3 separate regions of the Mus musculus genome follow, and regions 1 and 3 are each linked to region 2. A link is a contact called in public Hi-C and promoter capture Hi-C data. All regions are on one chromosome and are shown on one strand. Each heading gives the region's core, a stretch centred on a gene start, on an enhancer-like site or on the middle of the called end of the contact. The rest is flanking DNA. Distances are from core to core; before and after follow the strand shown.

Region 1 (2,700 bases), core at 51-2,550, 100 kb after region 2:
TCTACCCTGCACTCGAGGCCATGGCCACGTGGGAAGGAGGGTTGTGGAAGGCAGTGCCAGAGCTGTGGTACTTGAGGGGGCTGGGGCTGCTGCTGGGTGGCTGGGCCTGTGGATAAAGTGCTTGCAGTACAAGGATGAGGATGTGAGCTCAAATGCCCAGGACCCGCTTAAAAGAGCTGGGCACTGTGGAACACGCCTGAGAACCCAGTGCTGATGGGACAGAGACAGGAGGCCTCTGGGGTAAGTTACCTGAGAGCTCCAAGTTTAATGTAAGTTTATGCCAAAGAATAAGGTGAATGGCCAGCTGGCTGGCTCAGTGCCAGTCCTGGTCAGCTGAGTTGACTCCCAGGGCCCAGCGTGGTGGGAGGAGAAAATGAAGTCCCACTAGTTCTCTGCTTTTCACCCGTGTGCTATGGCTTGCATGCACCCCCTTTCCTCATACAAAATAAACATTCATTTAGAAAAATAGGCAGAGAGCAATTGTGAAGGACATCCAGTGTTTCCCTCTGCATTAACCTGCCCACACTCCTGAGCTCATACTTATGCATACATAAACACTCACAGAGACAGACAGATAGACACACAGATAGACAAACACAGACACATAGAGACATACATACATACATACATACATACATACATACAGACAGACAGACAGACACAAGTTAAATAAGTAAAATGCATCAGAGGATGAGGCTGTCTGGCATAGACCACTCCTTGCTCCCAGCCGGGGCTGCTCTGACTTTGTCCTCCCATCCAGAGGGACCCTCACGTCCCACCCTTCCCAGGTCTTACATCACTTACTGCTTGCAGCTCTTTTCTTTCTACACAAACGTCTCTGCTCTCTACAGACATAATAATATTTGTTATGGTGAAGTGTTGTTGTTGTTTTGCTTTTAAGAGACATGGTATTGCTACATAGCCCAGGCTATCCTAAAACTGATCATTCTCCTGTCTCTGTCTCCTGAGAACATGTGTGCATCTTCACAGATAACCTCAGAAAAACTCCTGTCGCTCTCCTCATCCTCCTCGGAAGGCTGAGAACCTCGCTCCTCATGCCAGGGCCTGCTTAATGGAGGGCTGCTTATTGAGCCACGCGGAACCCTGTGTCTCCTGCTTGCACTATCCCTTCCTGTGAGTCCTCTTCCCTCAGACACGAGGCTGGGCCCGTGGCAAGAGGCCATTCACCAATAATTAAAGGAATGGAATTTGGACAATTCCACCTTGGCAACCTGACAGAGGGTGTGCATGTATTTGGCTAACACAACATAACACGGCTAAGGCCAGTGAGTCACAAACTCCTGAGAGCAATCAGAACTACATAGCCAGGTGTAGGAAAGGCTATTCGACCTCTATGATAGAGCACGATCAATAGTTAAGCTGGAACAATGGGAAAAGACTGTGATAATTTGGGGCCAACTAAAATGCTTGTTCTAAGTATTATAGGACTTTGTGTTTATTATGCTGTGGGTATACTACCTCACCTCCTTTCATAATGAGGGGGTGTTAGGTGGTGGGAATCACACTTTTCAGAGCACCCCTGAACAACTTCTATGAAACTCACCTCATTTCCTCCTCCAGAGAAGCTGGAGAGTGTCTAGGGCCTCCCCAAGGCCTAGGAACTGATGGCTTGCCCTCCCTCAGCTTGGCCTTCCAACAGTAGGACTGTTATCAGAGAGGCACAGCTGTCCTGTGTGGAGCTCATATGCTCTGGGTGTGGGCTCAGAAGCAGGCCAGAGCAGCTCTGCCCAGGTGGGACAAAATCCTGCCACCTAGCAAGTGCCTTTCCTTCCTCTGTATATGGCACATCGACCCCACTAAGTTGCTTTGTAGGCCACCAGCCTTCTGCTTTCACAGCCCAGCTCGAGGGCTTTATGTCCTCTGTTGTCTCTCCCCCAGGACCTCCCGTCCCTCACTCCTTGCTCCTGAGAATGTGTCTCTGCTGTTGTGTGGCTACTTCTGCCTAGGTCAAGCTCTTGTATTTGGCCATATTCTGGCCCAATACTGATGGCCTCCTGTGAGCTCCAGTCCTGCTGTGACTGGCTCAAAGCTGCAGCCTCCTCCTCCACCACACACACACACACACACACACACACACAAGATTGAGGACACTCTGGATACACACTCTATGGCGCCCTCCTCCCTGGCCTTTCACAGGGTTGCAAGGAGGGACATCGAAACCCAGAAGTCATTCCTACCTAGTATGAAGGCCACCACGTAGTTGGAGATCTGGCCCATGCCCACAATGGCAAACAACACAGTGAACATCTCCCAGTTGGTTGAGAAAATCTGCACGAAGCTGAATCCAGTCTGCACAGCCATGGTTGCAAAGAGGACTTTCTTCCTGCCAAACCTAGAGGACACAGCATAACACTGTAAGCCAGGGTCAGTTGTAACACCAAGCCTAGCCTCACTGTAGGCTCTGTCTTGTGTCAGCACTAAGGCAGATGTATGTTTGGTTTCCCTTTGTCCTCCCCTGTGACATTCTGCCAGCCTCCTCCCTGGAGGAGCATCTGTCTGCCCAGGAACTACCTTCCGAGGTACCAAGCCTTGCTTCTGGAAAACACAGGACATCTTCCGTGAGAGTCACATTGACAAATCTGATCTTTAGAAGGAGCTGTAGGGAGGCTGGGCGCAGGGGCATGTTCTAGTGGACAGAGTTGCTTAGCATGAATGAAACTTTGGCTTTGACCCCCCAGA
Region 2 (2,700 bases), core at 195-2,694:
TCGCTGACCAAGGTCCACAATTTATCCGGGTTGACAGTTGGGCAGAAGCTCTGGTTCCTCTTTGAGTGGTAGTGCCAACTTTCCCAAAGTAAGCTAGATGATATTTGTCAGAGTTGATCCTGCGGTGATGCATGGATCCAGCCTTCCCGCAGCCTCCTGGGTGCTTGCAGTGCTTACCGATGCGGTCCTGGCCGTGGCTCACGTGACCCCGGAGCTTCCGGGTCTTCCTCAGTCTGGATGGCATGGTGGTACCGGGCAGAAAGGGAAAAGGGCTAGATTTTCTTCAAGCCAATAGAGTGATTCACAGAGACCTGAAGCCAGAAAAGCAACAATTGTGTAAGCATGGAGCACTGGCTGTATCTTTGAAGAAGTGTTTTGTGGAAAGCCTCTCTTCTGTGCAAACTCTGGAGCAGACCAGTTGGGCAAAATCTTTGATCAAATTGAGTTGCCTCCGGAAGACGAGTGGCCTCCTGAGGTAGTCCTGTCCAGGGGAACCTTTTCCCTTAGAGGGCCTTAGCTGGCGCAGTCAGTGGTGCCGGAGATGGAGGACTGGAGCTCAGCCGCTCCTGGAAATGCTGACTTTTAACCCACATAAGTGGATCTCTGCCTTTCGAGCTTTGCAGCACTCTTATCTGTACAAGGAAGAGGGTGACCCCGAGGGAGAAGTAGAATGGCTGTGGTCCCTGCTTCTGGACACGTAAGTGGAGAAGACCTCAATGAAAAGGCTGCTTCTGCTTTCCTCTGAGACTCCTCCAGCATTTTTCAGAGATGATTTAAGCCTTAAATGACATCCCCTGCTCCTCCTTATGAGGGTTACCCTCTTATCCTCCCATCTCTCTGCACTAAAGGGTGAGCATATGTTGTCTTCCTCCCTCCCTGACTTATACTGGGGTCCTTTCTCATACACGAAAACAAAACAAGACAAAGACAAATAAACGCATAAAAGAAAGATGAGTCTCCCCAAAGTTTGGTGCCTATGTGGGACAGACACAGCAGGAACACTGAGTCACTCACGTAATTTGATTCCTGGCAATGACAAGGTCTGAATAGGCTACTGCAGGGCACTCATGGTCTCTGGGAATTGATTGAGAAATGTGATATTTATTCTCTGGACACTCACATTGGAGTTGCCAGGTAGGAGGCATACAATACACTTACGCTTACAATAAGAGTAAGCAGAGATTTCACACAGAGTCCAGTGTCAAGAATGAGCAAGACAGGAGGCTGATGAAGGAAGCGTCTGCCTTTACAGTGAATGGTGAGGGGTACAACTGTTCTAGAAGGTGTTGTCTCCAGCTGAGCGACAAGGAAGAAAAGGAACGGCTCCTGCAAAGACCCGAAGGAATGTGCCGAGCAAAAGAACAGCATGAGAACTGAGTGTACGGTAGAGGAAGTGTCTGGAATGTTTGGGTCACGGAAGGGAGGCGTGGCAGGGACACAGCAATCAAATCGAGCAGGCCTGGGGCAGAGGTCACGCATGCTGGCAGGAGAAGAAAAGCACCTGGGAGTGCCTGTAGTCAGTCCAAAGTGTGTGTGTGTGTGTGTGTGTGTGTGTGTGTGTGTGTGTGTGTGTGTGGTGTGAGAAACTGACCGTTGAGGTTGGTCTGGTGCTTCTTCGTATTCAAATGTTAGATTCTGTACCCCAAGGTCTGCTTGACCGAAGAAGAGCGAATTCCCACGTACGCTAGCTTTTGTTGTGTAAACTTTGCCTCTCAAGTTGCTCCTGATTGGTTAATAAAGATGTCTACAGCCTGGGCTGGACAGAAGAGAGGGAGCTGGAGTGAGGGTTCACAGGCTGGGGGGCTCAGGTAGGGACCACGAGGGAGAAGAGAGTGAGGAGAGGGGGAGGAGAAGGCAGCCACCATGGGGTGGATCATGAGCACGTGGCCACGAGGGCTGGTCTGATGAATCAGGAACGGTGCAAATGGGGCAGATGCAAGTGTTTATGGGGATTGTGGTGGGGAAGCAGACAAGACAGCGTAGTGCTTTAAAGCTTATTATAATCTAAAGGTTTCTGTGTCTTTTATTTGGGGACTAAATGGTCTGAAGCAGGGTAGAAAACCCTAACAGATGTTAAAGGCAACAGTGTAGAATGCCCCTACACTGTTAACCATTACAATTGACAAGAAGGAAGACAGGCCTACTGGTTAGGAAGCCATGATAGCAACACAGGCAAGAGCTTCTGGTGCTCTGAACTGTGTGGCATCCATAGAGAGAAAAATGGGTGAAATGGAAGATATCTGGGGGCTCTCAGTGATACAGTATGTACTTGGGATATATGAGGCCCTGGGTTTGATCCTCACTATCAAATACAAACACAGATATGTGTAGATGTGTGTGTGTGTAAAATGGTGGCATGGCTAGGCTAGTGCTGTTACTGTCTAGGGGTCTTGGTCTGGTTCACTTTCTCTCCCAGCTAAAGAACTTACAGGTAGGAAAAAGTCAAGGGCAACAGGTACACAGGGAAGACTGAAAGAACAGCTAAGAAAGGCCTTTCCCAGGAGTAAGGAAGCACACACATACATCAGGCACAGGGACAATGACCCTCTGCAGACCAGAAGAGGCACCGGGGAAGTCTCTTCTTGAAGGCTTGCTCTTCCTGGCCTTGGCTAGCATCCCAGCTTTCTTGGGTCCCCAACAACAATGCCCCAATGTCAGCAGCAAGTAGTCATCCCTTATAATCAACAACAACAAAAAATC
Region 3 (2,700 bases), core at 142-2,641, 110 kb before region 2:
ACTTTGAAATTATAAGGTATTTGCATTTTCATCTTAAATTTTTTTCTTTGCATTTATTTATTTATTTTTGTCAGGGTGTAGGAGATTGTGCCATGGCATATACATGTGGAGATCAGAGGACAGGTGGAAGTCAGTTCTCTTCTCCTCCCGTGTAGGTACCAGCTATAGAATTTATCATCAGGCTTGGTGGCTGATGCCTTTAATCAGTGCTATCTCACTGCCTCTCCCAAATATATATATATAAAGTTTTTATTTGTGTGTGTGCGTGCGCGCACGCACACGTGCATGCATGTACATGTGCGTGTATCCACAGAGGCCACAAGAGAAGTTACAAGCAGTTGTGGATGTTGGGAAGGAACTTGCGTCCTCTGCAAGAGCAGCAAGTGCTTCCTAGCACTGAGCCAGGCCTCAGCCTCTTCAGTTTTACTTTTGGTCTAGAAAGTGGTCCTTAGGGAGGCGGTGCTCTAACCCCGCAGCAGCGCTGTCTGGGTAGAGGAGGAATGGCTGCTCTTTTACTTTGACTCTTTCCTTTCTGAACCCTTCGGCCTGGCCTGCCAGTCCTGTTTCCCCTGGCTCCCACAGGCTAGCACCTCTTTGGTGGCCTTCTGTCTGCTCCTCACACTGGTGGTGCAGTTGGGTGGGGGATGGGAAGAAGTCCAGAAGAGGAAGTGGAGACCAAATACCAGAGAGAGGCACAGCGGAATCTGGTTCCCAAACCTCAATGTTTGAGCAGCATACTCCTTGGAGGACCATGTGGGACCCTTGGGAGGCCTGTTGGGGGGATGCCCAGGTCACCCTGCTGAGGTATGTGTGTATGTATGTATATATATAGTCAGACAATCTACTGCTTGGCACCAGGTTCCCCAGGCATACGTCACATGTGCAGACTTCATCTTAATCCCCCTTATGTCAGAACGCTGAGTGGCTGAGCCAGAGACACTCGGTACAGTACAGTGGCCAACAGCATGGGATCTGGAGCTATCTAAATTGAGATTAAAGTGTGACTTATAACTTTGGGTCAGTCCTTACTTTCTTCAGCCTCGGTTTCTGTATAAAAGAGGGGTAACAGGGTTACTGATTCAAAGGCATCTCATATAGAAAGAGTCTAGCTCAGTGCCTGGCACAAAGGAAAATGAGCTGAACCAAAATGGTAACTACTGTGGAGTTCAGGCTGGAAGCCCGGGCAGGGGGTAGAGGGCCTGTCTCCGCAAGCTGGGCTCTGGCCACTGCACAGATGGTGTTGGTCAGTATCTGTGTGATGATTCAGGAGGTTTGGACTCTGAAACTCACAGGGCCGGCAGAGTTCCGCCCCGCCCCACCCCACCCCCGCTTGTCCACCTTTGTTCATAACACGGTCCCTTTCTGCGGTGCTCTGAAGGGCAATGATTTCAGGCAGAGGAACCTCTGTGCATGTGGAAACAGCAGCCCGCCTCTCATGGCAGCCGCGGCAGCCAATGGGCAGTGAAGACTGTTGCTAGGGTCACTGTGAACCTTATTTGGTGACACGGGGCTGACCGTGCGTTCACCTCTGAGAACCCTGAGAAACACCAACCACAGCTCAGCACTATGAACGTCTCAAAACCACAGCTGCATTTCCTCCAAGAGAAGACTCGACTCTCCCCCTTCCTGTCTCCCTGGACCATCAAGACCGTGGCACTCAGTCGCAAGACAGAAGAGCCTGCTGCAGACTAATGTCGAGCAGGCTTAGTGGCAAGAAGGCAGACACTAGCCCGTGGCAGCTCAGAAGTCCGGACCCAGAGAGGACCAATCTTCCATCCTCAAACATGGCAGCTGCACCGTCTATGCCCCACTCCCCTACTCCCGCACTCCCCCCACAAACACACCCAAAAGGTCTGCTCCTTGCCTCACTTCCTGCAGCCCTGGGAAGCCTGCTGGTGAGACAGAGACAGGCAGAGGCAGGCAGGGAGGGAGGAAGTGGGCTGCCCCTGGGCCCTCACCATCTGCACTGGCCACATCGTCTTCAGCCCAGGCCAGGCCACAGTTCAAACGGTTGGCAGTTTGAGTTTGTCACCTTCCTCTGCTAAGACTTCTAACTTCACATTAAATAAATGAAGCTATTGTCCTATCCTAGACAAACATTGGAAGGAAGATGAGGTGGCAGGCCCCTCATGTTTACCCTGCTCTGTGTGTTTGGGAGATGTATTCATAGTAATAACTGCTCTAAGCTAGGGTAACAACAGGGTACACACACACACACACACACACACACACACACACACACACACACGAAGGCACAATTTAATAAATTTTTTTTTTAAATCGCTCATTTCCCCAACCTTTTAGCTCCTACGTGACGCAATGAAAATGGCTTTTCTTCTGGTCCTTCTGGAGTCAAGTGTCCTTGTGTCTGTGGAATGGGCTACGTGACGTCCAGCTGTTTAGATAAGGGGGCAGAGACAGAGCTATGTTGAATGTGCCACAGGAGGTTTAACCACATGACCAATCCCCACCCCCAACCTAGAATCCTGTAGATACTGGAGACAGTCCAAGTATTCCATGACCTGGGGCTAGAGACTGGAAACTGCAGACTCGGGGTATCTGTCACCACCACAGCGTCACATGAAGGTCTGGGAAGACTTGTAGACACCAGAGCCCCTGAGGCAATAGTAGTCTTGAGGGAGCATCATAAGGACTCCACACTGAGTGTGTACTTGGCAGCACGGGGACGTAACATAAGCC

What was found. A called contact is a pair of places that touch in the nucleus more often than the background predicts. Capture Hi-C pulls out chosen DNA fragments and counts their contacts.
Region 1: a Hi-C map of liver shows a contact between it and region 2, with 2.2 times the contacts expected there. The contact joins two enhancer-like sites. A contact is called at or near these places in 1 of 484 Hi-C or Micro-C datasets (liver), 1 of 115 datasets of contacts at active chromatin or transcription factors (the 230-238 cell line) and 1 of 9 other capture datasets (adipose tissue).
Region 3: a promoter capture Hi-C map of adipose tissue shows a contact between it and region 2. The contact joins two enhancer-like sites. A contact is called at or near these places in 2 of 39 promoter capture datasets (embryonic stem cells and stem cell-derived epiblast-like cells), 1 of 484 Hi-C or Micro-C datasets (the N1E-115 cell line), 2 of 115 datasets of contacts at active chromatin or transcription factors (effector CD8 T cells and embryonic stem cells) and 2 of 9 other capture datasets (adipose tissue and liver).

Annotation. Positions count from the first base shown.
Region 1 is chr11:54,003,196-54,005,895 of GRCm38.p6, forward strand. Slc22a4 (solute carrier family 22 (organic cation transporter), member 4) reads right to left here. Exons shown (of 10, transcript NM_019687.4): 3 at 2,199-2,353. Among named protein-coding and RNA genes, the nearest start is that of Slc22a4, 24 kb to the right of the region's middle. Within about 2 kb of position 1,301, at least 63 of the 459 cell types and tissues checked have an H3K27ac peak or open chromatin away from gene starts, as enhancers often do. A contact at or near this core is called in liver, where this site is marked.
Region 2 is chr11:53,902,912-53,905,611 of GRCm38.p6, forward strand. No RefSeq gene overlaps it. Among named protein-coding and RNA genes, the nearest start is that of Slc22a5, 13 kb to the left of the region's middle. Within about 2 kb of position 1,445, at least 98 of the 459 cell types and tissues checked have an H3K27ac peak or open chromatin away from gene starts, as enhancers often do. A contact at or near this core is called in the N1E-115 cell line, adipose tissue and liver, where this site is marked.
Region 3 is chr11:53,793,515-53,796,214 of GRCm38.p6, forward strand. All of the region lies in intron 3 of Gm12216 (predicted gene 12216), which reads right to left. Among named protein-coding and RNA genes, the nearest start is that of Irf1, 25 kb to the left of the region's middle. Within about 2 kb of position 1,392, at least 215 of the 459 cell types and tissues checked have an H3K27ac peak or open chromatin away from gene starts, as enhancers often do. A contact at or near this core is called in the N1E-115 cell line, adipose tissue and liver, where this site is marked.